Linked DNA regions of Mus musculus: regions 1, 2 and 4 are each linked to region 3. Evidence: chromatin contacts called from public ChIA-PET, Hi-C and HiChIP or PLAC-seq data. All regions are on one chromosome and are shown on one strand. Each heading gives the region's core, a stretch centred on a gene start, on an enhancer-like site or on the middle of the called end of the contact. The rest is flanking DNA. Distances are from core to core; before and after follow the strand shown. Region 1 holds the start of 1810044D09Rik (RIKEN cDNA 1810044D09 gene). Region 2 has its middle 45 kb from the start of Gm40387. Region 3 holds the start of Ccdc174 (coiled-coil domain containing 174). Region 4 has its middle 46 kb from the start of Lsm3.

Region 1 (6,747 bases), core at 2,157-4,656, 440 kb before region 3:
TTGTCTTACACAATTGATTTCCACAATTGTGTTGTGGCATGTTTAGAAAAACTAATGGAAGGAAGGGAGGGAGGGAGGGAGGGAGGGAGGGAGGGAGGGAGGGAGGGAGGGAGGGAGAGAGGTCGAAAGGGAGGGAGGGAGGGAGGGAGGAAAGGAAGGAAGGAAGGAAAGAAGGAAGGAAGGAAGGAAGGAAGGAAGGAAGGAAGGAAGGAAGGAAGGAAGGGAAAATGAAAGAAAATTAGTTATTGCACTAGACAAGATTCCAGCTTGGCGCTGAGTAGGAGGAGCTTGGCCTGTAAGGAGGGACAACTCACCACATCCATGACCTTCCTTCAGCGAAGGCCCTGGGCTTCTACTTGTTTACCGTGGCATTGGCTCTCCGGAGTTTCCTAAGTGTTCTTTGGCAGGCTGGGGTAGTGTTCCTCTATTGCTTGTTTTCTCACAAATTGGTCCTGGATTTTACCAAATGCTGTTTCGGCATCAGTTGATAACAATTCTATGTCTCTTCCTTGAGCTTCTGAGATGGACTCTATTAGTCGATTTTCACCTTCCAGCTGGTTTAAACACCTGGAGTGACTCACACTTGCTCAAGGTTTGGAGTCTTCTCTGGTTTCACTGTCAGGGTGATTCCTTCTCAAAATGAGCAGGGCTTCTCTCTGCCTTTATCTTCTGAAAAAGTTGGTAACACACTGACAGTGCTGCTTCTTTAAATGTTTGGTAAAATTCATTAGAGAAGCCATTTGGTGATAGGTTGTTTTGGTTGTTTTTTTTTTCACATTATTCATTCATTCAATTTTCCCAGTGATATAATTCCATTATACTCTCTATTTCTCCTCTGGTAGTTTTAGTGCCTGAAGGAATTGATCAGCTTCATCTAAGCCTTTAACAATTAACTTTTAATTAAAAGTTTACAAAGAGAGCAAAAATACAATGCAGTTAATTTACAAATGCTTTCTTTAACTATTCTAAAAGAAAAATCAATACAGTTTCATTGAAAGTCTTCCAGAGAATAATACTGCCCCACTGCCACTTTTTGTTAAAACATTATGACTAAGATATATATGTATATCTTATGTTCCACATTGCCCAACAGAATCCTCTGATATTACTTGACTTATGACTGTTTAATAGGTACTAATTATTTATTTGCATTTGCCATCTAATCATTAAGTAGAAAATTCTTAACAATATAGAAATAAACAGCTAAGACAATTTTCTCCCAAAACTTTCTAAAAGAACGCACTTTTTTCCAGTTTAAATATTAGAGTTTGTACACTCAGTATTTTAAGGAAATGTCCTAGTCTATACAAAAAGACAATACATTGGAACAAATGCTATTTTTGAAGGAATACATGCATTTTTATTGTTTACATATAAAATACTGTAAGGGTCAGCCAGTGCTGGCCCATTATTAGCAGTCTTGGAAGCATTCTAAGCATATTCCTAGAAAGTCATGTTATCAACAGTGGTAATCCCTCTCGCAGCATTTTGATGTGTTGTCCTTTTAGGAACCTAAAATTGATTCCCATTTTTTCGCTGTTGAAATTCTGTTTCCAGTTTTTAAATGATTTTCCTCGGTTTCTTTCTATTACTTTACTGTTTGATTTCTAATATTCTCAGGAGGAAGTTTAAATTACTGGCACCAGATCTTTCTTCTTTCCGGGGTACACAGCTAGTGTTACAAATCTACATGTGGACCTTGTTTTTGCTGCAGACCACAAGGTTGGTGACTTGGTTCCATTTCTTCCTCCCCAGTTCCTTCTTTGTCCCTTTTATTTTCAGGAATAGAATCCAGGGCTTCGCTATGCACTAGACAAACACTACACCACTGACCTCCACACCCAGCCCCTTTTTCCAAATTTATTTTTGACTTCTTTTAAGTTCACATTTAGATCTGACTTGCAGTTTGGAAGCTGCACAATTCACAATTTGGAAATCATGGGAAACACAACCAATAACACCTATAAACCAAATCTGCATGTGAGGATGGATGGGGTGGGGGGCTCCTGTCATGCATAGGGAGAGGACCTTTGAGTCTACTGCAAACTCACGGGAGGTACCAGGAGTCTCACCAGATAGGAGAGGCACCACTACCATAAAACAGACCTCAATTGACTTAAACTAGGGATCAGTCTTAGAGAATAGATATGAGGGACAGGATACTAGAATCAGACTGAGAGAATGGTTGGGTGTGTGCCCTGGGGAGTTAGGTCTGTGTGTTTGTGCTGTTTTGCCATTCATCCAATGATGGACACCCACACTGAGTCCATGACTTAACAAGTGCTGTACAGGAGTTTATATTCCTTCAGGCGTGGCACAGTCCTGGGCAAGTTATGAAAGGAGTCAGATTAAATCTCTAGATGTTTTCAGGAGAGGCTGCCAGCCCTAACAGCTGCCACACATCCCTCCATATACACCCCCACCACAGATGATGGCTTCTGTGTAGTCCAATGAGAAAATTTTCTTCTTAGGGTACTTTTTAAAACATTTTTGAGACCTGTATAATTAGTCCATTTGTGTCATGAGAAAACTTCGTTTCAGCTGTTTGTTTTTTCAATAAGATGACTTTCCTTAACAGGCAAAAAAGCAGTACTCATCTTTATTATTGATTTGAGATAGTATATATATATTCAGGAAAGTTGTCTTAATTTCACATTAATTACATACATTGCTTTCCTCCTTTATCTTTATACATAAAATAGGCTGTTGATATATCTTGAAGAATTTTAAAGGATATTAAATGTTTGATTAAAAAAAAAAAAGGAGTTCGTGCTGAATACCTGTTCTCTCAGCGAACACTCACTCAATCACAAAGCAAATGTCAGTGTTTCTTCTGGAAAAAATCTTATCCAAAGTTTACAATCAAAATTACAAATGGATGGGATTAGCTCTTAAACATACTAAAAGATGTATCATAGATGTAAAACCAACTGTTTTACAGTTTTCGAGCTCACTCTCATGTGGTTCCACATACTCTGGTTCCAGGAGTTAGTGCTACGGGGCCTGCTCACTCACCCCACAAAAAAATGAGCGATAAGACTGAGGGCGGGAGGTCATTATGAGCTGGTCGCCCGGGAGGGCGAGTTTGGACCGTGCAGTACCTTGCTAGCTGAACAGGACAGGGTTAATGTCTAGAATATACAAAGACTCAAAAAATGAATACCTAGAAGTCAAGTGATGGGCTACGGATATGAGAATACAGTTCTCAAGAGTGTTCAAACGGCCAGTTCCACCCGAATATGAACCGACAGCTAGAATGCCAAGGTAGCTGCACGGGACCTTCCTGCTAGACTGAAGCGCTAGCAATGGAGAAGCTGGGCGGAGCCTCCAGTGCAGTAGCGGCGACGGCGCGGTTACATGACGTCATCCTGAGGCGCTGGCCAGTAGCGTCATCAGTTTGAGCCGCTTTCCTTGCCTTGGTCCCTGAGAACCGTCTTCCGACCCTTCCTCCTTCGGTGCTGACTGCTCCCGCGGCTCTTTACGCTGAGATGTTTCACTGACTTCTGCCTGAGATCTGGAAAAGGAACACTGCCCAATAGATGAACATGTGTGAAAAATAACTTCCAAGGAACATCATGGTACTAAGTATCAAATGGAAAGGGAAAGCGAGCAGGCATATTTCTGCCATGGCAGAAACAGCTCTCATAGGCTTCAGAAATAGCCTCCTCCCCGCCGCACCCCACCCCCACCCCCGAGTTCGTCTTCCTCCTGATGCGGGAGGCTTGACTCCAGGTGTTGTTTAGTTTCCTTATCAGTAGCACGTGATGGGGTTCACATATCCACTGCCAGGTCTAGTGGTTGCTGCTTGTTACTAATCCCGAGGCTATCCTCAGATCCCTCATCTCTTCCGCTTTCTTACAGTGCGCAGGGACTGTGCTAAACAGAAAACTGTCAGTCACTGCGGGAATGTGCCTCCCTGATCGCCGCGATCGCCCGCTGCCGCAGCTGTTTCTCCTTCACACGCATAGGCTCCCTGTCTTGCATGGGAGGGAGCAGACCCAGGGGACACCAGACCAACTTGAGTTCACATGGGTTGACTATCCACACCTCTCTCCTCTGTCTTTGGTATCCCGTGAAGTGTGCTGTGTCTCCTCTACCCTGTGATTCCTGTTCATCTCAGGAAGCAGCTGAAAGGGTCAGGAAGGTCCTGGGACATTAAACTACTGTTTGGATGATGTTTGTCTACACTCATTTTCTGGGGAATGATGCGGCTGCCAGACCACGTTAGTGGTCAACTGTCAGGAGTCACATGTGTCCTGAGTCCCTGTGGCCTGAGGGCTCCAGCTATCCCTTCAGTTCTTGGCACAGAGATGTGCTCATGACTGCTGAGCAAGGACAGCTCACAAATCTGTCAGGTTCGAGAGCTCTTCTGCTTGACCCCCTCACTACAGAGGAGGCATCTGGGACCTCACTGCCTCTGGATGTACATCCACTATCCCTCTTCCCAAAATCCCCACAATCACACCTGGACTCATGCTTCAGGTTTCTGTCCAAGGGCTCCAGCTCCCTTATGGCTGGTCCTGTGATGAGGCAAACCATCGTGGTGGCTGGTGAGCAGAGTGACTTGTCTTAAGGTGGACAGAAAGCAGAGAGAAGGAAGGGACCATGATCAAAACATACCCATACAAGTCACTTACTTTAACAAGTAGGCCTACTTTTACTAGTTCTGCCATTTGACAATCACCATGTGAAATATCACCCTAAGTAGTTGTATATAGCCTGTAACTCAGGGCCCACAGGCATAACAGGAGCTATGAGTATTATCCAACACATCTGTACATACTGTCAATCACGATGTCGAGATGTGAATGGACACCCCTGGAAAATACCATTATATCGGACACAGTCAGGTATGTGTGTTTCTAAAGTTCCTGGGCATCTCTCAATCCTCACAGCCTGGGGGTCAGTGATGCAGACCATCAGGAGGCCCTGGGAACCGACAGACAGAAAGGACACAAGTTTTCATGTAGCCTGGGCTAGAGTGAGACGCTTTCTCAAAACAAACAAAACCCAAACCCTCAAGAGCTAATGATACAGCCCAGTGGTAGAGCTTTGCCTCCCATAAGCCAGGCCCTGTAGTCGAATCCACAGTCACACATACCACCTCACTTCTCCCCCAACACAAGTGTAGGCAAGTGTGAGCATAAAAGTTACAGAGACTCTTAGGAGGAGTCTGTACATTTCCCCTGTGTGGCTCGGTTTCTATGCCTCAGACTGGGTGGGGGCCCCTCCATTCTGCTGAGGAGATGTGTGTTCACAGTTCATTCACCCAGTTTGTGTTCATTTATTCATTCCCTGCTCAGCACCAGGTCCTGGAAGGTAAAACATGGGCCCTATAGATTCTGCTCATCAGAGATCATCACCTGCATGAAGCCATTCTCAGCTCCACTCCATTCCTCAGCCCCTTCCAGCCTCACCCAGCCACCATCAGTGGGGCATCAGCTTCAAACACCCATCTCTTGATCACTGTGAGATACTGCAGCTGTTGGTTCTAGCCATGGGGTCCTGGTATGACCAGGTTGATGGAAGGACCCAAAATGGAGCAAAAACAAGAGACGCGAGAAGCAGATGGTCAGAGGGGGCAGCATTAGGAGAGAAAACACAAGTATTCCAGTGTCCAGATGAGTCTTTCCCAAGCTTTATGCTACATTAGTTCCCAGGACTCATGCACATGCATTCTACTTTGTAGACAGGATGGCAGTTGGTTGCATTACAGAGGAATCCCACAGATCTGCTACTGGGGCCTTGCAATTCTCATTCTTATGAACTCAGCCTTGACAAAAGCAGGCTAGCCTGACCTGGAGTTATCTGGTGGTGATTGTAGGTTTAGATTTTTTTCAAAACCTACTTTATTTAGGGTTCTTAAATGCTTCAATCTCTCTTCTAACCCACCGACCAACAGTAGGGGAAAAGAAGGTTAATAGGAAGAGTGTTGTGGATCTGTTTAGAAGTTGTTCATTGGGGGAGATTCCACTCTTCATTGTCAGCAGTTCAGTTCAATAGCAAACACCAAACACGAATCAGTAGGAGCAGCATGATTCAAAAGAAACAGCAAGGCTCCACCAAATTGGCATGACTCAGCAGAAGCAGACATTGGCTGGAATACCATAAGAAGTTCTTTGGTGCATTTCTCTCTGGTGAAGATCAGCTATGAAGACCAGTGAAGAAGCAAAGCACTGCATGGTGTAGCAGTGCAAGAGTGTCCTCTGTTTGCAGGGTTCTTTTTTTTTTGGGGGGGGGGGTATTTATTTCTTTTACATTTCCAATGCTATCCCAAAAGTCCCCAACACGCTCCCCCCACACACTCCCCCACCCACCGACTCCCACTTCTTGGCCCTGGCATTCCCCTGTACTGAGGCATATAAAGTTTGCACGACCAATGGGCCTCTCTTTCCACTGATGGCCAACTAGGCCATCTTCTGATTCATATGCAGCTAGAGACACGAGCTGGGTGGGGGGGGGGCGTAATTGGTTAGTTCATATTGTTGTTCCACCTATAGGATTGCAGATCCCTTCAGCTCCTTGGGTACTTTCTCTAGATCCTCCATTGAGGGCCCTGTGATCCATCCAATAGCTGACTGTGAGCATCCACTTCTGTGTTTGCCAGGCCCCGGCATAGTCTCACAAGAGACAGCCATATCTGGGTCCTTTCAGCAAAATCTTGCTAGTGTATGCAATGGTGTCAGCGTTTGGAAGCTGATTATGGGATGGATCCCTGGATATGGCAGTCTCTAGATGGTCTGTTTG
Region 2 (7,584 bases), core at 3,664-6,163, 260 kb before region 3:
ATGGTTCTCACAACTGCCTGTAACTCCAGTTCCAGAGGATCCAATGTCCTCTTCTGGCCTCTGAAGTCAACTGCACATTAATACATAAACTTACACAGAGACACACATAAATAAAACAAAAAAACTTTTTAGAATAAAAGACCTGACCTAATAGGATATGAGTCACACACCGTGAATCTGACCTCTCAAAAAGGTATACAACTCTTAAGACTTTCAGTAGATTCATTGGCGTTTAGCCTATCTTCAAAGTCACATACGGCTACCTGATTTTAGAATATGTTTACCCTTAAAAATAAACTCAATATTGCCTAGTGGTCACTCCCATCACCCCTGGATACCAGTCACTAATTGGCTTTTTGCCTGCAGATTGACTTATACTTGATATCCCTAGGTATGTGGGCCTATGTGTCCACCCTGTGATGGAGGAGTACCAATGCATACTAGGGGGGACCATGCTTTGTGACTCCTTCATTGGGTGATAAGTATGCGAACTTGCTCCCTGGTTGGGGACTGTTTCGAACAATGCTGCCGTGAACATTCCTGCTTAAGCTCCTGTGTGGACATACACTATGCATTTTCTCAGATAAGTAATGGTTTGGATTGCTTTTTTTACTTTTTAAAAATTTTACTTTGTATGAGTGTTTGACCTGCATAGATGCATGTGCATTATGTGAGTGCAGTGCTTGCAGATGCCAGAAGAGGGCATCAGATTGTCTGAAACTGGAGTGACAGATGGTTGAGAAGTGCCATGTGGGTGCTTGGAATCAAACTTAGATCCTCTGGAAGAGCAGCCAGTGCTCTTAACCACTGAGCCATTTCTCCAGTCCCAACTGACTGTTTAAATGGAAAACTAATTCCTGTGTGCTGTTAGCCAAACTACCAGAGATAGAGAAGGGTTCTAGTGAAATCAGACTCCTTCTCTCTGCTGTAGTCCAAGTCCTGTTCACTACCCATTGCTGCTCTCTATGTTCTTTGGGCAACTTTTTCTGAGTGTATAAGCCATAGTGAGTTACTCTTCCCTCTACTTTACAGAAACAACATCACATCACTGTTAAGATGTTGAACAACACTAGACCTTTCTATGTTGTTATGGGTATTTTGTCTGCATGTATGTCTATGTACCACATACATGCCTGGTGCCCAGTGAAGGCAAAGGGCTCCCTGGAACTAGAATTATAGTTGGTTGTGAGCCTAGATAGAGTGTTGAGACTTGAATCCACATGCTCTTAACTTCTGAGCAATTCTCAGCCCCATACCTGGCTTGTGAATGAGCTCTTACTTAGGTGATCCGTCTGAATAATACTGAAGTAGTTCCTAATCTTTTCACCACTCACGGGACACCCTGAATGTCCCTCAAACCTGAGGAAGGTTTCTGGGGCACAGCTCACTGGAAGATGTTTTTAGGTACAAACAGTGGGCTTTATGGCTTGAAAAAGATGGGCCCTGGGGTCCTTTTATTTTATTTTATTTTATTTTTAACTTTTGTAATTTCTTCTTTCTTTTCTTTTCTTTTTTTTTTTTTTAAGACAGGATTTAGTAGCTCAAGCTGACCTCCAACTTGTGGTGATCCTCCTGCCTCAGGATTGCCCTGAGTCACCTCATACCCCAAAGACCCTAGCACAGCATGGAGAGGTGCCCAGGGATTGGATAGAGGGCTGTACCTACCTAATGTACATGGTAACTGCTGTCCTGGCCAGCAGGCTAACTGCAGTTGTCACAGCCCAGGTACAGAAACACCAGGTCCTTTGCAAACAGCCTCCAGAAATGTTAGGAGCCAAGATCAATTATCCTCTTAAAAGAATAATAACTTTTAAGATGTTGGAAGCCTGCAACTCTAAAGCCATACAGATTAAGAAAAAAATAGTCTTTCTAAATTACCAACTTCGGATCATGTTTTAGAAACTTGATTTTGTTTGGTTTTGTTTTTTTTCAAGACAGGGTTTCTCTGTGTACCACTGGCTGTCTTGCAACTCGCTCTATAGAGCAGGCTGGCCTCGAACTCACAGAGATCCACCTGACTCTGCCTCCCAAATGCTGGGATTAAGAACAGGTGCCACCATTGACTGGCTAGAAATTTGATTTTTAAAAACAAAACCAACCAACCAACCAACCAAACTTAAACTTTTGTGATGAGGGGGTACACGGGTGAAGACAGTTCTTTCTTCTTCCTCTATGTGGATTCTGAGGATTGAATTCAGGTCCCCAGCTTGTGTGGGGCAAGCACCTTTACCTGCTTGTCATCCTTCTGACCCAAATAGTTGTTCTCATTCTGTTGATTCTAGAAAATCCCCCATAGATGCCACATCTGTTTCCTACCTCCACAAAAATTTGGGGGTTCTGTTGTGGTGGTGTTGGTTATTGGTGGTGATGGTGGTGATGGTGATGGTGGTGATGGTGGTGATGGTGGTGGTGGTGATGGTGGTGATGGTGGTGGTGGTGATGGTGGTGGTGGTGATGATGGTGGTGGTGGTGATGGTGGTGGTGGTGATGATGGTGGTGGTGGTGGTGGTGGTGGTGGTGATGGTGGTGATAGTGATGGTGGTGATGGTGGTGATGATGGTGGTGGTGATAGTGGTGGTGGTGGATGTTTTGGCAAATCAAGTTTACTGTGTGCAGCACTTTAAAACTTGACTTCAGGCACTAGGGGTGTGGCACTTGCCTAGCCTGGGCCAGGGCTCTAGGTTTCATTCTCTGCAGGAGAAAAGAAAAACAAAGGGAGAAAATATGGGCACTCAGGTGAGGAGGCCTATACTTCCCTGAACTGGTCATCTGGCTTCCCCTGGGGGAACAAGCATTATCCTCACCCATTGCATAAGGACAATGGGTGGAGCTGGAGAGGATTGGCTCAGCAAGGAAAAAGTCCTCACCAAGAGTGTGGACAGACAGACTTCTCTTTTAAGGTTGGCTCTCGGCCATGGAGGAAAGTCAATTTCAGAATTACCCTTAAACCTTTGAATCTGAACATTTGGATTTGACAATGCCTGTGTCAGGTTTGAATACCTAAGGCAACAGAGAGGCCTGGACTTTGCTCCCCTCGGTAAGCCTGCCAGGACTATGAGTCTGTGCTGGTCCAAGGCTGGGGTAAATGAACATTTTCCCCTAGCTAAAAAACAGGGGATAAAGGTGCCTCCTGTAACTCCTAGCAGGTTGGGAGCAGGAAGTAGGGTGGTTTAGACAGCAGGAATCCTGCTCCACAAAGGCCAGGGAGAAGCTATTGTTTCAGGGTTTAACTGGGGGCCCCCTTCTGTTGGCAGCCTCCTCCCTGTGTCTCAAATGGAGCCAAGGCCTTAATCCAGATAAACAAGGTAAAACCAGAACCAGCCCTGAGACACTCCCTTCCAGCCAGGCATTCCCCTGCTCCTGTACCATCATCCGTGCGTGACTCCCCAGTGCCCACTCTGCCTCTGCTTGAAGCTCCAGACTAACCACTATCTGATGGGCTTTCCAGGGTGCTGCCTGAGACTTCCCAATATGCTGATTTACCCAACACAAGCTGGAATGTACTAACCAAGGCGCTGGGTGCTGTGTAAAAGGTATCCTGCTTCAAGGGAGAGTGCATCAACACAACATAAAATGGGGATATGGGCAGCTGAACAGGCTTGCCCAGTGCCACACAGCCAGAGCATATTCAAGGCTGGCACCCTGCTGAGCACCAGTATGGGCAGTGCTGGTCTTGGAAGAGGACAAAGAAGGGACATGAGGGAGCGTTGTAACACAAGTGAGATGTGATGAGGTGTGGCCCCTCCTTGTAGAGCTTCATAAGACAGTTAACCAAAGCACAATCCAAGTTCTTCCTGGGGAAAGTAATGAATGTATTGGACTTTCTTATAGAATGTGGGTGAGGGGTGACTTACAAGGATATGGGAGACCCCAAATAGTCACACTGAAAAACCTCACCCAGCATGGATGATGACTTCTTTATAGATGGAGTCTACTTCAGCTAACCGCCCACAGCCTTTCTGCTCCAGCACCTCTGGATACCCAGAGGCCACAGTCGTGGCAACACTACACACCAACGGCTGTGGGGGGAGCAGCTGGAATCTAATGTGAAGTTTGATGACCCACAAACCCCTTCTCTGAGGGAACACTGACAGTCCATAGACCCATCATGAAGGAGTTCTGCACTCGGATGCCGCTGGTCAGATGAAGATGGCAGCCGTTCTGCCCAGGCTCTATAACAAGGACATGAAGCATGGGAAGGGCATTGCAGGCCATATACTTCTGCCTCTGGACCTCAGTTTTCCCCGGGTCATGCACATAGGGGCTTAGTGTACACTAAAGAGGGGGTGCTTTGTAGTTCTCAGAGATTGCTCCAGACAGACGTGGAGTGTGAACAATGGGTGCCTCTGAATTTGTGCCCAGCTGATCTTCCCACTGCACACCCCACACAGGCTGCTGGCTGTGATGCCCCTGCTTCAGATCCGGGACCACTAAGCTGAGGATCAGGAGCGCTGGGCAAGCTCTTCTACAGCCGGCTGCCTGGGCAGCAGCCAGGCGGTTACTCAGGCCACCGAGTCCCCATTGCTGCTGCCTCACTGGTTCCAGCTGTATCCCATGCTTCATCCTGGCATTGAGATTCACAATGACAGTTTCTGGGCATTACTAGAATGTACGTAGGAAGGCAAGGCAGGAAAACCCCTGCAAGCTTGAAGACAGCCTGGAGACCCTGTTTCGAAATGAAAACAAGCAAAGAAATGGGACACTAACCTGAATTTGAGTCTCTTTAAAAAAACCCCAAATTCGACCCTGTGCCTCAGTCACATCCTTCTTTCAAAGGGCACCCAGGGCCAGATTACTTTAAATTGGGTGCTGACTAAGCTGAAAAGCAGGGAGACTTCTCAGGAAGCGAGCATGTCTCCAGCGGGAGGTGAGTAGCTGCCAGCACACACAGGATTGGTCTGGCTGGAAAGGGCACTGTCCGACAAGCTGATGACCCCAGGGAATCCTTGAGGTAAGGGTCATCGGACTAAAGCCGAGGAGGGATGCTACAATGAGATCTGGATCTTGGATATCGTCTCTCCAGCTGCTCCCTGAAGAGCCTCGGCAGGACCAGGCTATCAGCCGGAAAACAAAAGCAAGCCGCATGTGGGTCTGCGATTGTGAGAGACAAAGCCTTGTGTGAACCTAGTTCCCGTGCCTGCTGGCTGTGGAACTACATTTCCCAGACTCCTCTGCAGTGGGGCAGGGCTATGCGATTTAGTCTGACCTATAGAATGTGAACAGAAGTGATGAAAGGCACTTCCTGACCAGGCCATTAAAAGCCTGCCCTACAATGCACAAGTTTATTTCAGTGCCCGAGAGGCCTCCTGGTTGAGCTGAGAGGAGCCAGGGTTGCTGGCTGACTGTGTGAAACAGTGGCTGCCAGCATTCATTGGGTCTGTGTTAAGCCCTGAGATCTGGGGTTTCAGTATAGCAGTCAACCTGCCTGCCTGGCTGACACAAGTGGATGTTTCTGAGATAGGTGTCCGGGATAGAGGTCCCGGATGATGAGAGCCAGGTGTAGATGAAGACATTGCCCACGTTTCTGGCCGGCAGAGGCGACTTTACTGACAGGGTGACCATCGTGGGCTCTTGAGCTTGAATTGGGTGTTTGTGACACTAGAGAGGGCGTCAGGAGGCCCTTAGCTAGGCTTGGGCAATCTCGGGCGGCCCTGCGGCATTTCTGGGAACTATCAGTTGCAGTGGTGAGGGCCACCTGTCTCTGTGGGGAGAAAACAAAGACCATCTGTCTGTGGTGCTGTCTATCACCCTACCCTTGCCCAGTTCTGCTCCAGAGGCCTGGGATGTCTGGCCTGAGACATGGAAGAAGCGGGCCAGTGTTGGGCCTGAGGGATTCTGGGATTTTGATGTTGTTTCTGTTTTTGTTTATCTTCCCCCCCCCCCAACATTTCCTGAGATGACAATAACATTAAATGACTATCTTAATGGAAATGGCCTGGTATGCTCTTGGCCATCCAAACACTCCTGCAATGTAGATTTGGAGCTGGTGAGCAGTCACTGTGTGGGCAAGCCCAGTCGGATGGCTCCGTGGAACCATATACAGTGACTGGCGTCTAGAAGATAACATGGAGCTGAGCTGCCTGTGGGGCCAGATCATTTTGGGTTTTGCTTCCCTGGTTTTGTTTCCTCAATGCACATGTTTTTAAAATGAACAAAAACAAAAGGATGGGGGCCCAGTGCATGGCTTAGATGGTAAAGGGCTTGCCACTAAACCTTACAACCTGAGTTTAAGCCCCAAGGTCCACAGTGGAAGGAGAGAACTGACATGGCATACATGTGCGCATTCATACACACCCACAAAATGCTTTGTATAACATTTAAAATAAAACTAGCCCAGCCTTAATAGGAAAAGAGGTGCCCAGGCTTACTGCAGCCTGATATGCTCTGAATGGTTGCTATCCAGGGATGCTGGGTCTGTTCTGAAGAGAAATCAAGGAGGGGTGCATGGGGGATAAGTAGGGGAGGGGCTGGGAGGAAAGGAGGGAGGAGAAACTGCAATCTGGAAATAAAACAAACAAACAAACAAAACTCTATTGATTGTACATTTCTCCTGTTCCAGAAACAGTTCAAACACATTACAATGTGACTTCACACAATCTTGCTGTGAATATACTGTTTTGTTCTCATGACAGAGAGAGAGAGAGAGAGAGAGAGAGAGAGAGAGACGGCTCATTGGTCAAGAATGCTTGTTGCTCTTGCAGAAGATCTGAGTTTACACAGTGAGCCATGACCATCCATAACTCCAGTTCCAGGGGGCCCATTGACTTCTGACTTCCAAGGGCACCAGGCACACATTGGGGGGGGGGCACACATGTGTGCAAAACACTCACACACAAAATAAAATAAGTAAACCTTGGGAAAAAAATTACATTAAAAACAAAGACAAACACAGTTGGTCTAGGCCTCCTCTCTTTCGTCCTCCCTTGAATGTAGATACGATGGCTGGAGCCCAGGCAGCTGTCTTAGAGCCTTGTGAGGAAGGAAGAAATCACAAGACCCACCCCGTGACATCATTGAGCGCGGCAATGCCTGTGGTTATGTTGTTTTCACCTCTGACCATATGAGAAAAGTGTGAGTTCACTTACTAAGCCATCAGTGATCAGATTTACTGGGACTTACAAAGGAATGTTACTTTCTCTTTCTCTGAGGCAGGGTCTCCCTGCATAGCCTAGGCTGGCCTGGAACTCGCCATCACCCTGGTGTCAGCCTCTCAATCATTAGGATTCCAGATGCTCTGCAAGCAACCTTAATGGAGGTATTTTCTCATTGCATTTTCTAACATGGAGACATTTTTACCTTTGGCCCGAGTTTCCCGTTTATGGTCTCAGAACTTGGCCTTCAAGTCCTAGGTTTTGTTTTTTTTTTTTTTTTTTTTTAAATCCAGTGTTGGGACCAGTGAGCCTAATTTAGATTATGCAGATTCCTGTGGCCAGGGAGATGGGGCTGTGATTGGCCAGTTAGTACAGTCAACAATGAGCAGAAGGGATGGCTGTGCCCATTTGGACTTGCTTGAAAGTAGCCCCTGGGCAGCCTGGCCAACAACATCTCTGATAACCAGGTCGGGACACCCACAAGGTTCCATCC
Region 3 (6,835 bases), core at 2,720-5,219:
GTGACTCAGGTGTGGCTTTGGACTGTTGAGGTAAGGTACGGATTACGTAGAGGGCCAGGGTTATGCATTGCTAAGTAGTCCTGGTCAAGGCATAGCCCTCCCATCCTTGTCTCAGTTCTACGCTCTTGCAGGGTGGCCTGTAAACCTTTTCCCAGGAGAACGGCTTCTGGCTTAGCTAGCCCAAGCTTTAGGCTTTTTCATTTAGTTTTTTAAAAATTTCATGTCTATGGGTATTTCTCCTGCATTTATGTCTATATAACCACATGCAGGACTGGTGCCTTGCAGAGGTCAGAAGAGCATTTCAGATTCTCTGGAATTAGGGTTACAGATAGTTGGGAGCTGCTGTATGGGTTCTGGGAATCAAACCCAGGTCCTCTGGAAGCACATTTAGTGCTCTTAACTACCGAGCTCTCTCTCTAGCCCCAGTCAAGCTCTTTTCTTCTTCCAGCATGAGTTTCACTGGGGAAATTACAGTTTCTGAGGATCCATTGCTTCAGTCATCTGACAGCCAAAGTGAGGGGCACAGTGCCCCTAGAATAGCTTCAACCCTTCCAGCTGGTCAAGGAAGTGAAGGGTCCCAGTTTGGATGGAGCTTGGAGTTGTGGGATAGAGCAACCTACCACCATACCCTCCCCTCTGCGATAGACTCTATCCCTTCAAACTATAAGCCAAGATAAGCCTTCTTCCCCTGAATTACTCTTGTCAGATATTTGGTCACAACAATCAATAACATCAACGAATACAAAGCCAGTTTCTCTTCTTGTTTTTTTTTTTTAAAGATTTATTTATTTATTATATGTAAGTACACTGTAGCTGTCTTCAGACACACCAGAAGAGGGAATCAGATCTTGTTACAGATGGTTGTGAGCCACCATGTGGTTGCTGGGATTTGAACTAAGGACCTTTGGAAGAGCAGTCGGGTGCTCTTACCTGCTGAGCCATCTCACCAGCCCTCTCTTCTTGTTTTATGATTTAAAACATTTAATGTAATTTCTAAATTTCTGGTAGATTCCCACCCCCACCCCCCACCCCCAAGACAGGGTTTTTCTGTATAGCCCTGGTTGTCCTGGAACTCACTCTGTAGACCAGGTTGGCCTCGAACTCAGAAATCTGCCTGCCTCTGCCTCCCAAGTGCTGGGATTAAAGGTATGTGCCACCACTGCTCGGCTCTGGTAGATTTTTTTAATTGGATATTTTATTTATTTACATTTCAAATGTTATATGCTTTCCCAGTTTCCCCTCCACGACCCCCCATCCCATTCACCTCCCCCTGCTTCTATGAGGGTGCCCCCCCACTCCTCGCTCATCACCCCAACCCTTTCCTACATTGGGGTATCGAGCCTTCACAGGACCAAGGGCCTTCTCTCCCATTGATACTAGATAAAGCCATCCTCTGCTATGTATGCAGCTGGACCATGTTTCGTTCAGGGTCATTTTCATCTCATGGTGTCAAATCTCTTGTGTGCTCAGCCAGCCAGAGAGAGACTCTGATTCATGTTGTAGAAATTTATTTAATCCCAACTTGGGGTTTCTACCCATTCCACCTTAGATCATTTAGTTTCTGGATTAAAAAAAAACCTTTATATTTACAATAAGCCTTAAACAACACAAGAGCTGGGCAGATATGACCCTCTATGATATTAGAATCTACTTCACTATCCATAACCCTGAGTTATTGTTTACTATGTTTCTGGGCTGCCCTTAACTCCAATTGGCCAGCCCTCAGGGCCACACTCTCTTGACTTCTAAACCATAGCAGCTTCTCTTTCCTCCTCCTCCACCTTCTTCCCTTCATCTTCTTCTCCAGCCTCAAGTCTGGAAAACCTAAACCCCACCCATGTCTCTTCTGCCCAACTAATGGCTGTTGGTATCTTTATTTGACAATGAGAAATAACTTGGGGACAGGATCACTTAATTTCTATATGCTGACTCTCCCATCTCTGGGACAACCAGACTTGAGGGCCCAATATTAGCCTTAGAATACAAGCAGCATCAGGCCAACCCAGTACAATTCAAGATGTGGTTTAGCAGACAGCACCCTGGAAAAGGGTACTGGGTTGCAGCTGCACTGTTGGGACTGGATAGACAAAAGCAATTCCAGACAGACTCAGCTGCTGGGAAGGCATCAAAGGAAAAAGATCTTTTAGAAACAGGATGTATGAGAATGTGTGGGTCTGCCAGGACAGTATTCTGGCCAATATCACATTCTGTGTAACAGCTGGGGAAACAAAGGAGACTCAATGGCTTATTTCTATTTCTCCCCAGTGCCAAGGATGGAACCCAGGTTCAGGCACATGCTAAGTATGTGCTACAATACTGAGCTATATCCTATCCTTTTCTAGTAATGCCTTTGTCTTGGGAGGTTTCTCATTAGTGGGGTGCCACTCTGTGAGAACTTCTATGGTGTAAGCTAACATAGCCAATCAGGAGATAACTACAGATTCCCCACAGGCATTCTACAGACAAAGTAAGACTGTAATAATGCCATACAGTCTTCTAGGGAAGGATATCTTTCTTCCTTCCTTTCTTTCTTTCTTTCTTTCTTTCTTTCTTTCTTTCTTTTTTTTTCTGATTTTTTGAGACAGGGTTTCTCTGTGTAGCCCTGGCTGTCCTGGAACTTATGCTGTAGATCAGGCTGGCCTTGAACTCAGAAATTCGCCTGCATCTGCCTCCCAACTGCAGGGGGCGGGGGGGGGGGAGGATATCTTAAAATTATTTCACTTACAACTTCTTTTTACCCAGTATTATTTTCATGACTTGAGGTATATATGGATACTTTAAAAATTACTTTAAAACAATTTGGCGCACACACACACACACACATATGTATATGTATATATATATATATATATATATATATATATATTCACCATTTATTAAAGATGAAAAACAATTTGTATCCTAATGACATGAATGTGCTTGTTTCAACAAAAGGAATTAAATATTGGCTAAACATTTGATACTGTAGGTCACAGAGCATCTTCAGTGCTTTTCAGAGTTGATTGTTTTGACTTTATCATCATCAATGTGGAGAACACTGCTTTGCAAAGATACAGCAAATTCATGTTTAGGGCCATTTCAGAAATTGTTGGAAATTTTGTCCTAAATCCCAGGTCAAAATTCTTTTAATTCTTTAGCAATTCAAATAGTAATTTCAAAATTAGAGTATTCTGGGGGCTGGTTGTGGTGGCACACAGCTTCAATCCCAGCATAAGGGAGGAAGAGGTAAGCAGGTATCTTTGAGTACAAGGCTAGCATGGTCTACAAAGCAAGTTCCAGGCAGCCAGGAGTACCCAGTGACCCCCAAATGAATGTATGAATGAATAGTTAAAATTCAAATATTCTGTTGGGCATAGTGGCTCACACATGTAATCCTAGCATTTAGGGGGCAGAGGCAGGAGGGCTGTTGCAAATTTGAGGCTAGCCAAGTCTACATAGAGAGTTTGAGGCCAGGTGGCTGTACAGTAAGACCCCATCTCAAAAAAAAAAAAAAAAAAAGCCTAAAAAGCAAAACAACAAACAAAACCAACAAAACAAATCACAAAACACCAAAAAAAAAAAACCAACATAAAACGAGTGTTTCTCATAGCCCATTCTTAAACAATAATTCCCACCACTACCAGTTTCATTAAATTCCTTTTGTTTTCATGTTGGAGACAGGAGTTTACTTAGCTCTCTTCATACGCTGCTATTCTTTTCCATCATCTAAGACTCTCCAGTCAATATAGTGTGTGTTGCAATGAAAGCTATCTTCCTTCCTTCTCTAGACGGCGACAATACTAGTCATTTTCACCTCACTTTCTGCTCTCTTCAAGATGGCCAATTGCGATCAATTCCAACCCTCTGACCTTCTCAAAATGACGACGTAGCGACTAGGGACCTCATACTGACGCTTTCAAGATGGCGCCGAGGTCGTAAATCCAAGTCGCAAAATGACGCAAACTCAGCGTCCCTATCAAAGACACTTCCGGTTCTGCTGCCGGGTGGGGGTGGCGGACTCGTAGGGTCTGACTGAGGCCACAGGGAGGCTGCGTCTTGGGACTGGACGCCTTGGCGGGACGATGGACCGAAAGAAAAAGCCTTTGGACGTTACAGCCTCCTCGGTGAGTACAAGTGTGGCTTAGCTCCGTGCTCCGCGTTCCCTCCGCCTGTCTCAGTCGAGAATGGTGACCTAGTTGTTGTCCCACGCAAGTCAGGGGCCTGGACTGCCCATCTGACAAGGATCCTGACCGACCCTTTCCCCGCAGAGACCCTCCTCAGCTTCCTTACTCACAGGATCCTGAACTCGGCTCCGCCAGGCGCCTGGGCTCCGTTCCCCTCGAACCCAGGCGGGTCTCGGACGCCATCCTCCCAGGGATCTCAGGGCGCATCCTGCGGGTCAGCCGCCGCCACAGCCGGCTCTCTGTCCGCAGGGACTTGGAGGACGAGCCCTTCCTGGGTTCTCCACTAGTCCAAAGCCCTTCTCGAGCACTGGGATATGATTTGTCTTCCCAGGGCTCCCAGGGTCCCCCCCAGCAGGATCCAGACAAGTTAGCTAGTGCCTTGTGGGATGGGGTACCCGGGCCAGTAAGGTCTGACAGGATGTAAGGAGTTTTGCTAACTTAACCACTCTCAGCAGAAAACTTGTAAACACTGTACACATTTTGTGTCCGTGCTTCATATGTGTGCTGCCATCGAGTCCTCAGAAGTGCTTTTGAGTGTAGGTGGTATTAATTGTCACTCTTAATGGATAATGAAGTTGACACCCAAAGGTGAATCCCGTTTTCCTCAATGTACACACAGATTTGTTGTGTGAGAAGCCAGGCTCAGTTTGATTGACTGCAAAATGGTGCCTTTTCTGATTGTTCAAAACATCTAATGTATCAAATTTTTTGTTGGAATTTGTTTTTTAATATAGAAAAATTGGTCTTAGTAATCATGTTTGCTTGGATTCAGTGCTTGCAAACTGAATTAATCAGGAAGTATATGCGCATGCGCTTAACTTTAGCACATAAGTGTCAGAGACAAGTGGACAGAGGCCACTGTAAGTCAGAGGCCAGCCTGAGCTACATAGTTCCAGTATAGCCAGAGCTACACAGTGAGACCCTGTCTTTAAAAACCAAACCAAAGTTAACTTGTCTGGAGGATAATGTTTTTAATAATTATAACACAAACGAAGTCCCGGAATTGATTGGTCATTTTGTGATTCAGATGTAGTTGTAGAATAGAAAGATATATAGCTAGGTAATTGATACATTTACAAAGTTAAAATCCTCCTCTTCCTCCTCCTCCTCCTCCTCCTCCTCCTCCTTCTTCTTCAGAATTTTAAATATTGGGTCCTGGAATGAAACTCCTTTACATTGTTAACATCCCTGCCAATAGTACCTTTAAGTGGATTTCTTTCAAATAGAAATTACTGAACTCAGTTATTTAAAAACAAACAAACAAACAAACAAACAAAAAAAGGTTTTTGGGGCTGGAGAGATAGGTTAAGAGCACTGGCAGCTCTTTCAGACGACCATGGTTTATTTCCAGCACCCACATGGTGGCTCTAAACTGTAGGTTCAGTTCCAGGAGATCTCTCTCTCTCTCTCTCTCTCTCTCTCTCTCACACACACACACACAACAACAACAACAACAACAACAAATGCACACTAAAAACCAAAAAGGAATCATTAAAAACATTTTTTAAAGATTTTAAATTTTGTGTATAATTGTTTTCCCTTTGTATATGCAATACATGTATGCCTGGTGTGGAACTGGACTTAATATGTGGATGGTCGTATGCCACCATGTGGGTGCTAGGAACCTACCCTGAGTCTTGTGCTCTTTAACTGCTGACCTTTAACTTCAGCCTCGGAGTTCTCGCTGCCCCATTCTCTTCACCCGAGCTCCCCTCTCCCATTTGCTTATTTATTTTACATATGTGAGTACACTGTCCCTGTCTTTAGACACACATTGGAGCCCATTGTAGATGGTTGTGAACCATCATGTAGTTGCCAGGAATTGGACTCAGGACCTCTGGAAGAGCATTCAGTGCTCTTAACCTCTGAGCCATCTCTCCAGCCCAAACATTGTGTTTCTTGTTCATGTTCAGGAAGCTCAAATCTCCCTTGGAGAATTACTGTTGCTTAGCAATCCAGTCACCTGCCAGAATTGAGTTAAATATTGTTCTCTTTCTTATTTTATTCTAGTTGGTAGATCTTAAGGCGGAGCTCTTTCGAAAACAAGAAGAATTCAAACAAGAAAAACTTCTAAAAGATTCTGGAGTTTTTGGAAAACCAAAGACAATTAATAAGGTAAAAATATCTCTACCAATTCCAAACATTGGGAGAATTGTATTATATTTTAAGTTTTTGAAAAATGTTAGTTGTTATCTGTAAATAAGTAAATGTTAAAGGAAAAAAAATTCCTGATTGAATATTTGCATAAATTTTGTTAAATATTAAAATTAGTAAGATTATTTAGTACTCTTTAAAAATTTTTATTTTACTAATGTATGTTGTGTGTATGTGCACTTGTGTGAATACATATGTCATGTGTGCATGTGTGTGTCACCTGTGCATGGGTGCCTTCAGAGACCAGAAAAGGGTCTTAGATCCCCTGAAAATGGAGTTATTTGTGGTAGTAGGACAAGCAGTTTGGGTGCTAGGAACTGAAGTTCCTCTGCAAGAGCAATAAGCCGTCATAAAGAATGCTAAGTTGTCTTTCCAGTTCCAATATTTGTCTTTAATATGCTGTTAGTAAGTGGATTGTTTACATTCTCATGGAAGATTAGCATGTATTTTGTATTCAGACAGAGATAAACAACTGTAAAATTTAGAAATAGACTTAAAATCTGAAAGAGTTTAGTAAG
Region 4 (7,659 bases), core at 320-2,819, 320 kb before region 3:
AAGGTACGTCTGAGGATGTGAGTGCAGAATTTTGAAAGCCAAATTGTAACTAAATTCCTAAGAAACTAGCCAGGATCCAAAACTGTTTTTTATAGCTGCTTCATTTAACCTGAGTGGTCTGAAATTTCTTACAGTAGATAGATTTGGGGGTGGGAGGACATCTCCCTTAATTCTTTTATTTTGTAGAACGAGAGAGGTTTAGATATAGATCATGAAAAGCAATAGGAATATTTACTTAGACAAGATGGTCATTCTACAATACACAAAAGGTCCCTTGTATAATAGAAAGAATATGTAAATTTAAAAGGGGGACGGGCAGGAGTGGCATGGTGGTGCATACCTTTAATCTGAGCCTGGGCTACATAGAGAATTTCAGGCCAGTCAGGGTTACACAGTAAGAGCCTGTCTTAAACAATAATACAGTAATTTTTAAAAAGAAAGGAACTACCTTTCCCTCCCTTTTTCTTCATCTCATATGTATATGTGGTATGTAGTGTGTGTGTTCACATGTGTGTGGGAGCATGTATATGCACATGCATGTGGAGGTCCAAAGTTGATGTTGTACATCTTCCTCAACCACTCTTTACCTTACTCTTTGAGGTAGAACCTTTCAATTAAACTAGAGCTTGCTGATATGGCTAGTCTCACTAGCAGCTTGCTCCAGGGAGCCCATCTCCAGTGTTAGAATTTGTGGAGGGCCGTCTGGTATTTACATGGGTCCTCTTGCATACATAGCAAATATTTTAACTGCTGAGCCAAATATTTTAACTGCTGGGCCATCTCTCTGGCTCACTCCCTGCATCCCCCTCCCCCAGTGGGCTTAGGAATCTAACCCAGTGTGTCAAGTAGGTTAGGCAACTGCTCTACCAATGAACCTTTGTTATTTATTAAATTTTTAAGGCAGGGTCTTGCTATGAAGCCCAGGCTGGCCTTGAACTCAGTGATGTCAGTCTCTCTTTAATCACAGCCACAGAGCTCTTCAGGAACATCCATTGTAATGTATGAGGGGGAGACAGCTGCAGGTCAGCTACAGGCTGCGGACTTAGTAACAACCCTGAGTGTGGTGCACACAAAGCCTCTTGCTCACAAATGCAACAGTCCTGCCAGGCTTTTTGGTGCCCGAGTTATGCTGGCTTCATGTAAGGAATCTGGAAGCTTCTCTTCTTCTCTGTGCTGAGGTGTTTTAAACAGTGCTGAGCCTGCATTTCCCTACAGATTCACTTGGGCTCGGTCACCAGCCCAAGCATCTCCCCTTGGAGACATGTTTTATTAAGATCCTGCCACTCATGTTGACAGATGTGCCCATCACCCCTAGCAAACTCCTCATGCTCTATTGTGGTCTGTCCCTACCCACTCCATCCCCAGCTCCCCCAAGCACCATCCTTCATTAGTTTGCATGGTTTAGCATTTCATGTAAATAGAATCAAATAGTATGCAGTTTCTTCTTCTGGCATTTTCCACACAGCATACAGGATTTGAATGGAACCATTGTCATATACATGGTTAGTCATTGACCAAAATGTCATATTAGGCAAGTGTCTAACCACTGTGGGGTTTACTCATGCTGTGTGCATTGAGCTCATTCATTTCTCTTGCTGACGTGATCCGTGGCATCTGCACTGTGCACGCCGCCATCTGTCTTGCTTTCACCAGCTGAGAGACACTTGAGTTCTTTGGGGTTCTGTGCTTTTGAAGATAAAGTCACTATAAACCTAATGTGTTGAAGTCTTTATGTCAGCTCTTTTTTTTTTCTCCCTGTGACAGGGTCTTATGTAGCCCAGGCTGGCCTTGTATTTGTCACCTAGCTAAGAATAATATTGAACCTCCAATTTCTGCCTCCAACATCTGATGTACTGGGATGGTGGCGGGCATGTACCACCACTCACCGTTAGACTTTTTTCTCTTGATAAACACTAAAGAAGCAGAAAAGTCAGACCACATGAGGGGGACATTTAATCTCTTAAGAAACTGCCATGCTTTCCAAAGTAGCCAATCCATCTTACAACCCACCAGTGCTCTACAAGCCATCCTGGGTTTGCTTTATTTCTTTGAATGGCTGTAGTTTGACAATGTTCTCAATCTCTTCTTATCCTGAGCTAGGTTGTCAGGCCAAAAGACTCTCAGACAAAGCTTAGACACCTATGTGCCCTTGCAAGGATAGGTGTGGAAAATACATATGGAAGGTTCAGGGTTCTCCGGACACAGAGCCCAGACCATGGCACAGCCAGTGGAGCCAATGAGTTTAGCAGAGAAACATGTCCCAAGTTTCTAGTGAATCTTACCCTGATACAGGCTAGGGACATGGCTGGGGATTCACCGCCAAGCATTTCAGATGAAGAAAGCAGGGCCTCCCTTGGCTGACTTGGCCAGGATTATACATCAACCAAAGACAGCATACCTGGGCCCTTGGCTGCTGCCCAGGGTTCTTTCCACTGTGCTAGGTGATCACAAGGAACTCATAGTAGGTTGGGTGGTGGCACCTCAGGAAAGATGCGTGCCACCAATCATTCATTTATTTTTTTATCAGACTCCATAATGAGGTTGTCCCACTATGGGGAAGGAGCAGGCACCTGGGTCTAGTTCCACTTTGCGTGACTTTGGCCTCTGTCTGCTCAGTTACTTGAGAGATATTTGGAAAGAGAATGTGAACAGTACATCAGACATTATCCTAACTAAGGGGGAAACCAAAATGAGAACAACAGTGCCCACCATCATGGATTTTTTTCTTTTGATGTTCTCATAGTGCTAGGGATTAAGTCCGAGGCCTTGTGTGTGCCAGGCAAGCAGTTGACCACCAAAATTCACCCCCAGGTCCCTCAAGAGATTTCACATCCTCACTCACGCTATGGGGGAAACTGTTCATCTATACACCTAGCCTTCCCTCTTTACGCCTACAGAGTCAACCAAATGGAAATCAAACATGTGCCAGAGAGAAGTGCACCTGGCTGGGCAGACCTGGTTCTCACCTGCAATCCCAACATTCCTGAGGCTAAGACAGGAGGATGGCTATGCAGTCTTGAGGCCAGCCTGGGCTATATTATTGGTTTGAGACTGAGCTGGGTTACACCTAGAAAAAAAAATGTTGTTTAGTACTAAACAAGTATAGCCTTCCCCCATCCCCACATTGTCCCCTGGGGTTGGGTATATGGTCACAGCACTATAATAGCACTCACACTGTCTTAATGGCTCAAAGCACAGCCACTCTAATATCAGTGACACATTTGGGATGTGCTGGCAGAGTTCTGTTGTGTGATCATCGTGGTTTGTCCTCATGCAGATGGCCAGCTCACTAGGTGACATGACCTCATGGGACAACAGTCATATGTGGAGGGTGTTAATGGAAGTGCCATTACCGGGGACACTGACTCTATGGGAGGACATGCGTGGACTGCACCCTAACACCCTGAATTTTATACTTTATACAAGGGGCTTGCGCAGCAACAGATTTGCTACCTGTTGTAGTGGAGAGATGCTGAGATCAACCTCCGACAGGTGCCGAGTGCTAAGGACAACAGCACCTTCTAGGGTTTCTGGAAGAAAGAAACAAACATTCATAGAGAGTCCCTGTATATCACAGATACACAATAGCCATGATGATGAAGAGAGCCAGAGTCTTGAGAAACTTGCTCCCTTAGCTTAGACTAGTCTATGTGTGGACAGTGTGTCCTGAGGCTCCAGCACACGAGCTTACTGGAGAGTCATGACCTCAGGTTTGAGGCAGGCATGGCAGCACTCACCTCTGATTCCAATGCTCAAGCTGAGTCAGGAAGATTACGAGTTTGTCAGCCTGAGGGGCTACAGAGAATGTAAATAAACTCTGAGGTTTAAATTTCAGTTCTAATATTTATCAGCTTCTTGAGTAAGTCTCTTTTTCTTTATAGCTCAGCCTCCCCATTTGTCAAACTAGACCTGACTCTTGTCTCGTTGAGGATGACATCACTTCAATTTCCCGCCTCTCCCCTTCCATGCTCCTTAGTGATACCTCCTCATTAAGATGTGGGATCTCTTTCTCGCCTTGTCTATGGAGTCTGGCCTACACTGCCATCAGCAGAACTGTGAGCTGGCACTCTGGTTCTAAGTGACTGAACTTTAGGCTGTTGTGGTACATAACGATGGTGAGCCACTACATGTGGAAATTACTTGGCACTGTAACCCTAGCTTAATTAAGAGAATCAGTGATGGCTGGGCAGTGGTGGCACATGCCTTTAATCCCTTGAGAGGCAGGGACAAGGAATCTCTGAGTCTGACGCCAGCCTGGTCTACAGAGTGAGTTCCAGGACAGCTAGGGTTACACAGAGAAACCCTGACTCCAAAAAGGGGCTGTGGGGGTGGAGGGGGGAGAGATAGAGAGACAAAAAGGGACAGACAGAGACATATAGAGACAGAAAAAGAGACAGAGACAGAAAGAGATACAGACAGAGACAGAAAGAGATATAGACAGAGACAGAAAGAGACAGAGACAGAGATACAGACAGAGATAGAGACAGAATCGATGACGATGACAACCACCTTGTATTCCTTGTGCATCCTCTGACGAAAGTGTCTTAAAAGTTGTTTCACAGATTAGCTTATGCTCTGGCAATGAGAGACACAGAGTTAGAGTTCATTCACTCTCCCAATCACTTACTCATCCTTCAAAGTCTTGATCAATCTCCAACACTTCACACCCCGCGAGGGATTTTGGTTTTGTGTCTGAAATGACACAAAAGTGGGGTCTAGGACTGGAAATGAGTGATAAGAGGTGAGCCCTGCCATGGGCAGGGGCAGAGGAGATAAGCTGAGGGTAGACTAGTACAGGGACCCAGGGAAGCGGCAATGCCAGCCTCCTGCTCACTGTCCCCATAGCTCTCACGGCTCGTAGAATAAACCCAGATACCATGAACCACACAGATCCTAGCATACCTTGACCTTTCATCTGCTTCACCCACACCAGCTTCTCTTGGTTGCTCAAAGGTCCCCAACTCATGACCTTTGCATGTAATAGCCACTCCCACCCTGCCTTCCTTTCCCTCTGTGTTATTATGTCTACATCCTTTAAATTTCTCCAGCCCTGATGTCACTGTATCCTTTATCTCAGCCAGGCCACCCAGACATCCTCCTTAAACCCCACGCTTTGCTTTCATGGCAAACATAATGAATCACACCATAGATATGGTATGAATCTCTGCTCATGGGATGAACCAACCCTGAGCTCCATCAAAAATACAGCCGAGGCTGTCATGCTTGGAGCTGTGCCCCAGAGCCTGACCCAATCCCTGCCAAGCACCAGGTATGAGGACATCATCTCAGGGTGGCTGCCAAGTAAACCTTTGAGACAGAAAACCACGCCTACCTAGAACCTCTCACCCTGGGAGGGTTTAGGAGGGCATGGTCTTCAGAGCTCTTTCCACAGAGACAATTCTGTCTTACCAAAGATACTGGTACCAGTTTTATAGCCAAAGAACACATTTAATGTGGCCAATAAATAACGCGCCTCACTAGCTCCGGTGGCTGAGCGGAAAGTCCTTAAGGAGGGAATAACACTGGTATGGAACACCGAGTCCTTAACCTCAAGAACATGGAATTCTCCTACAGGATTTGAATGTCTATTTGAATAAGGAATGCTTTCTCAAGCCATGTTTCATAAACATGGCCCTGATTAGAAGCAAACAAACAGCCCTCATAGACATCGGCTGTCTGGAAGACTTCATCTGACTGAGAGAGACTGTGGAGGTACCCAGGAATGAAACCTGGGCGCCTACAGGACAGTCACAACATGGCTCCATCCACCCTCGCAGTATGCAAAACCCAGGTCTGCAGACAGTTATGTGTGGAGTCTGTGTCCATTTGTCCCTGGTTCCCTGTGGTACCGTGAATTTCAGAAGACCAGGAACCAATCTTAACCACTCATGGCTCCCTCCTCCAGAGCTCGGGGCTTGGTGGAGAGCTGTCTTTATGTTTGCTTACTAGAGAAGCAGAAAAGCTGAGCAACAGGGGGAGGTGGAGCCTGGGAATGAGCCCACATGAACAGCAAGATCAAGGTCACCAACAGTAGAAAAATGGTGTGGAGGGTGATAAGACTCAGTTCCTCCAGATCAAGCTATCCCTGAAGGCCACTGGAACTTTCTGTCAGTTCACTGGGGTATCCTCTGGGTGGGTTAAGCCAAATACAAGTTGGTGCATACAAGTTTGTGGTGTGTTTGTTCATGTGGGAAACAACCTATATGCCCATCAACACATCAGACAAGCACCAGGTAAGAACATCTATATACAAACCTGGAAAACTATTTACTCCTGTGGTGTTTTGAATAGAAATACCCTCTCATAGGGCCATAGGGAGTGACACTATTAGGAGGTGTGGCCTTGTTGAAGTAGGTGTGGCCTTGTTGGAGGAACTGTGTTGCTTGGGGGTAGGTTTTGAGACCTTAGATGCTCAAGCCAGGTCCAGGGTGATATTCTCTTCCTGCTGCCTGCTGATCCAGATGTAGAACTCTCTGCTCCTTCTCCAGCAGCATGTCTGCCTGTATGCTACCATGTTTCTTATTATGAACACAATGGACTAAACTTCTGAGTCTGTAAGTCAGTTAAAGGTTGTCCTTTATAAGAATTGCATTGGGCCGGGCGTGGTGGCGCATGCCTTTAGTCCCAGCACTTGGGAGGCAGAGGCAGGCGGATTTCTGAGTTCAAGGCCAGCCTGGCCTACAGGGTAAGTTCCAGGACAGCCAGGGCTATACAGAGAAACCCTGTCTCGAAATACCAAAAACCAAAAACCAAAAACTAAAACCAAACCAAACCAAAACAAAAACAGTTGCATTGGTCAAGGTGTCTCTTCACTGCAACAGAAACCCTTAGTAAGACACCCTGCAAAAAAAAGAGCAAACAACCTCTTCTGGGCTGAATGTTCGAATCCTTCCTAGAAGTCATGTGCTTAAGTTCTAACGCCACTGTAGGGAAAATTAGGACAGAGTCTGAGGTGAGAGAGAGGCACTCTGTAGCCAGGGTGTTGGCATGCTGACTCAAAGGGGCACGTATTCCTCATGAAACCTTGGGTCCCCTATACTTGTGCTCAGGCCTTGTCTCATCCTCCACTTATCCATGCTTGTCCTTGCAAGGCAAGTGTCTGATGGCCAAACTAAACCATGGCTTTACCTTCCTGATCAGGACACACTCAAGGACATAGCAAAATATTTGATGTACATTGGTTGTTGGGGACAATGGCTCCAGCCCCTGATCCTCTCTGCTAGGTCTGGGTCAAGGGGCTTGGGAGAACCCCAGAAGGCCCTGGTCACCCCTGCTGGGGAGATGTTCTGCTACACAGGACAAACCAGAATGGATGGGGGAGTTTGATATGGGATGCATACTTGGGAAAGTGGGGCAGGCCTTTAAACATGATCGGTGAAGATCATCAGTCGCACGAAGGCTCAGAACTATCTGCAGAGCTGCACTCCAGAAACCAAGAAGTATGAGGGTTAAGCCTACCAAGGTTAAGCCTACCGAGACATAGTTGCTGTGGAAGGACCCTTGGGCTGGTGGCTGACACAGTTTTTTTTACCAGTTTTGTCACTGGACTCGAGCTTAGTGGTCTGGTGACAGACCCTCCTTCTCCAGCTTGAGGCCCATGACCTAAATAAGGTCGTTAGCCACCAAACTTCACAGAGGCCTGATTTAAGACTGAACCAT

The links. A called contact is a pair of places that touch in the nucleus more often than the background predicts. ChIA-PET counts read pairs in DNA pulled down with a chosen protein or histone mark. HiChIP or PLAC-seq counts read pairs in DNA pulled down with a chosen protein or histone mark.
Region 1: a Hi-C map of muscle stem cells shows a contact between it and region 3, with 4 times the contacts expected there. The contact joins the promoter of 1810044D09Rik here to the promoter of Ccdc174 in region 3. A contact is called at or near these places in 1 of 39 promoter capture datasets (pre-B cells), 5 of 484 Hi-C or Micro-C datasets (CD4 T cells, Th1 cells, muscle stem cells and 2 more), 4 of 115 datasets of contacts at active chromatin or transcription factors (bone marrow-derived macrophages, embryonic stem cells, extraembryonic endoderm stem cells and 1 more) and 3 of 9 other capture datasets (embryonic stem cells, liver and macrophages).
Region 2: an RNA polymerase II ChIA-PET map of memory CD8 T cells shows a contact between it and region 3, with 5 read pairs. The contact joins the enhancer-like site here to the promoter of Ccdc174 in region 3. A contact is called at or near these places in 2 of 484 Hi-C or Micro-C datasets (nephron progenitors and regulatory T cells) and 5 of 115 datasets of contacts at active chromatin or transcription factors (bone marrow-derived macrophages, embryonic stem cells, large pre-B cells and 2 more).
Region 4: a FOXA1 HiChIP or PLAC-seq map of pancreatic cancer cells shows a contact between it and region 3. The contact joins the enhancer-like site here to the promoter of Ccdc174 in region 3. A contact is called at or near these places in 4 of 39 promoter capture datasets (cranial neural crest, hippocampal neurons, neural stem cells and 1 more), 3 of 484 Hi-C or Micro-C datasets (cerebral cortex, liver and nephron progenitors), 12 of 115 datasets of contacts at active chromatin or transcription factors (the SCID.adh cell line, T-cell acute lymphoblastic leukemia, bone marrow-derived macrophages and 4 more) and 1 of 9 other capture datasets (pancreatic islet).

What each region holds. Positions count from the first base shown.
Region 1 is chr6:91,437,581-91,444,327 of GRCm38.p6, forward strand. It overlaps 1810044D09Rik (RIKEN cDNA 1810044D09 gene), which reads left to right and starts at 3,407. Exons shown (of 2, transcript NR_038153.1): 1 at 3,407-3,578; 2 at 3,862-4,175. 4930471M09Rik (RIKEN cDNA 4930471M09 gene) reads right to left here and starts at 3,274. Exons shown (of 3, transcript NR_045980.1): 1 at 2,781-3,274.
Region 2 is chr6:91,612,213-91,619,796 of GRCm38.p6, forward strand. No RefSeq gene overlaps it. Among named protein-coding and RNA genes, the nearest start is that of Gm40387, 45 kb to the right of the region's middle. Within about 2 kb of position 4,914, at least 283 of the 459 cell types and tissues checked have an H3K27ac peak or open chromatin away from gene starts, as enhancers often do. A contact at or near this core is called in bone marrow-derived macrophages, memory CD8 T cells, nephron progenitors and 2 more, where this site is marked.
Region 3 is chr6:91,874,084-91,880,918 of GRCm38.p6, forward strand. It overlaps Ccdc174 (coiled-coil domain containing 174), which reads left to right and starts at 3,970. Exons shown (of 11, transcript NM_172730.2): 1 at 3,970-4,103; 2 at 6,174-6,278. The coding sequence starts at 4,062.
Region 4 is chr6:91,557,987-91,565,645 of GRCm38.p6, forward strand. No RefSeq gene overlaps it. Among named protein-coding and RNA genes, the nearest start is that of Lsm3, 46 kb to the left of the region's middle. Within about 2 kb of position 1,570, at least 27 of the 459 cell types and tissues checked have an H3K27ac peak or open chromatin away from gene starts, as enhancers often do. A contact at or near this core is called in pancreatic cancer cells, where this site is marked.